2 separate regions of the Sus scrofa genome follow, and region 2 is linked to region 1. Evidence: chromatin contacts called from public Hi-C data. All regions are on one chromosome and are shown on one strand. Each heading gives the region's core, a stretch centred on a gene start, on an enhancer-like site or on the middle of the called end of the contact. The rest is flanking DNA. Distances are from core to core; before and after follow the strand shown.

The links. A called contact is a pair of places that touch in the nucleus more often than the background predicts.
Region 2: a contact with region 1 is called in a Hi-C map of liver, with 6 times the contacts expected there. The contact joins the promoter of ONECUT1 here to the enhancer-like site in region 1. A contact is called at or near these places in 2 of 5 promoter capture datasets (both in liver) and 5 of 47 Hi-C or Micro-C datasets (fetal liver and liver).

Annotation. Positions count from the first base shown.
Region 1 is chr1:118,228,814-118,231,513 of Sscrofa11.1, forward strand. No RefSeq gene overlaps it. Among named protein-coding and RNA genes, the nearest start is that of WDR72, 280 kb to the left of the region's middle. Within about 2 kb of position 1,283, at least 5 of the 83 cell types and tissues checked have an H3K27ac peak or open chromatin away from gene starts, as enhancers often do. A contact at or near this core is called in fetal liver and liver, where this site is marked.
Region 2 is chr1:118,912,044-118,914,743 of Sscrofa11.1, forward strand. ONECUT1 (hepatocyte nuclear factor 6) reads left to right here and starts at 1,357. Exons shown (of 2, transcript XM_001928991.5): 1 at 1,357-2,700. The coding sequence starts at 1,852.

The DNA.
Region 1 (2,700 bases), core at 33-2,532:
TTCCCTAATGACAAATGTGTGATAATATGTCAGAATGAAAGATTTTTGAGACAGTAATGTTGACTGTCTGAGTTGGGCATTTACTTAAGCTGTGTTGCTGGGAAGCGAGTACCTGGCCTTCAATCAAATAAAGCATTCTCTAATGAATGAGTTCACATTCTGAAGTATAACCTCCAAGATCAGGACATTCAGGTACAAATGAATCATCCTTTGTAGAAAGAGTTGGCGATTTTTACACAAGCCTGAGAATACTTTATTCCAAGTATATGCCTCATGTGGATCATACTTGGCTGGTTTAGATTAACAAAGAACCATCAAATAATGAATTGAAATTTGACAGGAAAATGTTTTTAAGATCTGCACACCACAATATGTGATTCTACTTATATAAATTATAAAGATATAAAAATATATTTTATCTTATTAGAATACAAGATATTGGTTACCGTGGGGGTGGAGACCAGAAAGCGCCTGATGGACAGATTCTAGAGTGCCAGTAAGGTCTTGTTTCTTAATCTCTATAATATTTACATAAGTGTCCAGTTTGTGAAAAGTCACTGAGCTTTATAGTTATGGCATGTACACATGTATGTGACAAAAATTTTTATTTTCAACTTTCATATATATTTAATAAAAATTATACACATATATTAAAGTGTGCATATGTCTTGGTAGATTTTTTTTGGCCACACCCACAGCATGTGGAAGTTTGTAGGCCAGGGACTGCACCTGTGTCACAGCAGTAACCCAAGCTCGTACAGGGACAATGCTGGATCCTCAATCTGCTGTACCACGAGGGAACTCCTGTCTTGGTACCTTTTAATTCTGTTTAAAGAAATATTTATTTTCTTTAAGTTCAATGGATCTTTTGAGTAAACATACTTTTATTCTCCTTGAAGTTGACATATGAACACTTAATACACTTTTTTTTGAAGGAATTGTTATATCTAGCTTAATTTTTGTGTAACTGTTCATAAAAGTGAAAACTTATTCTCACAGCATCACCAAGCTCTAAGCTCCCTGAGGTAGGAGACATGTCCTGTTTATATCCTTAGAGTCTGCTATATGGTAGGTAATCAGTAATTACTGAATCAAATACAAAAGATCAGGCAGAACAGGATACCTGATATTCTCTAACCCTGACCTCTAGTCCCTTCAGTCTCTTTCCACTTGATAGTTCATAACATTGAGTACTAAAGGAAGTTAAAGCATAACTACTTCTGCTGTGGCCAGTTACATGATATGCAGGAACCCAACCTCAAATCAGGAGATATTGCACAAGGGCCAGGAAGTAGTCAAGGACAAGAACTGAGTAACTTCATCAGCCTTTGGTAAACAGGAGCTAGCACAATGGCCACGCAAAACAGGACAAGCTCAAAGTGCAGTGTCATGGCCAGATGTCTCCTTTCACTGGAATGTACACAGGTGCCCCTTAGGGACCTGCCTTGCAGGAATGTTTACAATGAATATTTACCAAATGGTTTATGGCATATATGCTTTGCCTTTTTTTACTCTCATAATAATTTCATGATATAGGTAATGTTATCCCTGTTTTATAGACAAGGAAATTGAAGTTTAGCAAAGTTAAGCAATTCACTCTTACCACGTAAATGACCACAGAAATGTAACTCAAACCTAAGTCTGGCTGACACTAGATCCCATGAACTGATGATATCACACATTTAAAAAGAAAAAAAAAAAAAAAAAAAACTCTGAAAACTCAGAATTATTCCTTTTTTTTTTTTTTTTTTTTTTTTGTCTTGTTTTTTTTAGGGCCACACCCTCAGCATATGGAGTTCCCAGACTAGGGGCCTGATTGGAGCTGTAGCTGCTGGCCTACACCACAGCCACAGCAACACTGGATCCAAGCCACATCTGTGACCTACACGACAGCTCATGGCAACGCTGGATCCTTAAGCCACTGAGCAAGGCAAGGGATCCAACCCGCATCCTCATGGATGCTAGTCGTATTCATTAACCTCTGAGCCATGACAGGAGCGCCACAACTCATAATTATTCTGATTAAGCCCATAAATTTAAAAAAATGTATATTTGGAGAGATATTGGAGTCTTCTTTATTATTTTTTATTTTCTGGATGATTTTTTAATTGCAAAAAAAGTTAAATAGAGATTGTCTCTGCTTTCTTTTCAAGGATAATTAATGTTGATTCAGATCCTTTGCTGCATGTATCTTATTTTATCCCTCACAACAACTCTGGAAAGAAGGTACTTTCATTATCTCTATTGAATAATAACCTGACTGAGGAGTTCCAAGGTTAAGTAACTTTCTTGGGGCCACTCAGCCAATGAGTAGCTCTTCTAGGTTTGGGAACTAAGTCTCTCCCACTCCACAGTCCAGGATGCCAAATAGCTTTCCTCTCTAGGGCTAACCATGGTCTAGCTGCCTGGAGTTCTGTGCTGAAATGCACTGCGAGGCCACTGCAGACCTCCAAAGGAAAGAAGGCTGGTATATACTAGTCAGGCCCGCCCCTTCTTTGTTATCCCTGTGATCTACTCTTTCCATAACTCACTTTTTTATGCCTCTGGAGCTCTACCAGTATTTAATTATCATAGGCCTTGTTATGATTCTCAACTTGCAAGGCATAGACATAAGATCACACCCTACTGAGTCATTTTTATATCTGCATGCTCCAAAGAAACTGCAACCATTCTATAAGCAAGTAGCAGACACAGAGGTTT
Region 2 (2,700 bases), core at 107-2,606, 680 kb after region 1:
CCTGTGCCCCAGGAAAAGAACCTAAGCTCTGAGTTTGGTGCAGTGTAGGCCACACATACTTTGCTCCATATCTGAGCCCAGATACCCAGGCTCTGAGAAGCTGTCCCCCATTGTGACCACCGCTCGCCTGGGGCTGAGGCTTGGCGCTGACCCGGTTGTAACTGCCAAGGGCCGGACAATGAGCACATCTGTCCTTTCTCTGAGGGATGAAAGCACCTAAGCGGACACGCTCTGCCTTTTGTTACGGATTTTTTTTTCTCTTTCTTTTGTAAATGAAAGAAAGCCGGCGGCATGTGGCCACCGGGTGTACGTCCCACGCTGGGGGCCTCCCCACGCGTACCCAACAGGCCTAAGGACCAGGTTCGATTCCGGATTGGTGCTTGATTGTGGGAAGCGAACAATTACGCCCAAAGCTGAATTGATTTTCAAATCTGGAGGCTTCTCACAGGGACGCCGGGAAGAGGGCGTCCCTACGGGCCAAGCAGAGACCGGCGCGCCTAGTCCACCCTGCCGGCGTCAGTTCTTCCCACAAGCAGCGGCCTCTGGGTGCTTTAGCAGTAGGGCCATGAAGAAACCGTAGGAACAGCTCGAGTCTCGGCAGCACCATCAGATACCACGAGTTAATATGGGAACCCACCAGGGCACTCATAAAACACACACGCACACGCACACACACACACACACTCATGCACGAAGCGGCGCGCCACTTTAATTATCAGCTAAGCCCGGGAAGGATCCAGGCGGTGGAGGACTGCGAGGTATGGCCGGTGCCGGGTCTCTTGGCACTAAGTGCTCCTCTTCGCGGAGCTTGGAAGGGTAGGCAGAGAATTACTAGGGATGGATGACAGAGGTTGTCCGGTCAACAGTGGCAAGATTGACCAAGGCCTTTGAGATATTTGCTCCCCTCCCCCCGCAAAAGGCCAAACATCTGAAGATGGGGAGAGCGTGGACTCCTAGAAGCCCTCCCATGAAATAGGCCAGGGTGCAAAGAGTGATGACACAAGCTGAGGCTCCCCAGGCAACCCCAACCGGGAGACAGCGACTGGTAAGAGGGGCGATGGCTCTCTAGGCATAGTGCGCCACCAGGGATGCTAGCCCAGCAAGTGCGGGCGGGGGCTGGGAGGAGAGCCCACACAGGCGAGGGATCCTAGAGTAATCCAAGTTTCCCGGGGTTGCGGTGGCAGTCCCAGGTCGCGCTCTACGTTAGGCACTCGCACGTGCGCGTCGCTCCCTCCGCCCCCGGCTGGGCACCTCTGGTAAGGCCCCCCCCCCGCCCAACTTCATTTGTTAGGGGACGTCACCGGTTGTTGGCTCTGGGACTGAGGGGGCGGGGCCGATCCGTGCGCCTGCGCGCTGCGCCCAGCTGGCGGGAGGGCGGGCCGCGGCGGCTGTGGCGGCGGCGGCGGCGGCGGCGGCGGAACAGCGGCCACAGAGTCTGCAACAGTAACCGAGCCATGGCTGGAGCTGGCCAGCGGTGCGGGCAGGCAGCAGCCGCGGAAGGCGCGCGGGCTGCGTCAGGGGAGCCGGGGGCTTCACAATTCTAAGAAGGAGAGGGGTGAGAGGGGGCCGGGGCGGGTGGGCTGGGGGCACTGAGCTCGCCCAACTGCGCGGATCCTTTTTGGAAATTAATATTTTTTTAAAAAAATAAAAAAAACCGCGGAGGACGCAGAGGGGAAGGTGGGGGCAAGAGGGACGGCGAGACTCACTGAGAGGGAAACAGCCCCACAGTGAGAGGAAAGAAGGAAGGCAACAGTCGCTAGCAGCCGATGTGAAGACCGGACTGCGTGCCCCTTCGCCGCCTCTGCCCGGCCTCATCGATGTTGTGTCCGCAGCCCGCTCGCCGGGATCACGATGAACGCGCAGCTGACCATGGAGGCGATCGGGGAGCTGCACGGGGTGAGCCATGAGCCGGTGCCTGCCCCAGCCGACTTGCTGGGCGGTAGCCCCCACGCGCGAAGCTCTGTGGCGCACCGTGGCAGCCACCTGCCCCCCGCGCACCCACGCTCCATGGGCATGGCGTCCTTGCTGGACGGCGGCGGCGGCAGCGGCGATTACCACCACCACCATCGGGCCCCCGAGCACAGCCTGGCCGGCCCCCTGCACCCCACCATGACCATGGCCTGCGAGACTCCCCCAGGTATGAGCATGCCCACCACCTACACCACCTTAACCCCTCTGCAGCCGCTGCCGCCCATCTCCACCGTCTCGGACAAGTTCCCCCACCATCACCACCATCACCATCATCACCACCACCCGCACCACCACCAGCGCCTGGCAGGCAACGTGAGCGGTAGCTTCACGCTCATGCGGGACGAGCGCGGGCTGGCCTCCATGAATAACCTCTATACCCCCTACCACAAGGACGTGGCCGGCATGGGTCAGAGCCTCTCGCCCCTCTCTGGGTCTGGTCTGGGTGGCATCCACAACTCCCAGCAAGGGCTCCCGCACTATGCCCACCCAGGCGCCGCCATGCCCACCGACAAGATGCTCACCCCCAACGGCTTCGAAGCCCACCACCCGGCCATGCTCGGCCGTCACGGGGAGCAGCACCTCACGCCCACCTCGGCCGGCATGGTTCCCATCAACGGCCTTCCTCCACACCACCCCCACGCCCACCTGAACGCCCAGGGCCACGGGCAACTCTTGGGCACCGCCCGGGAGCCCAACCCTTCGGTAACCGGTGCGCAGGTCAGCAATGGA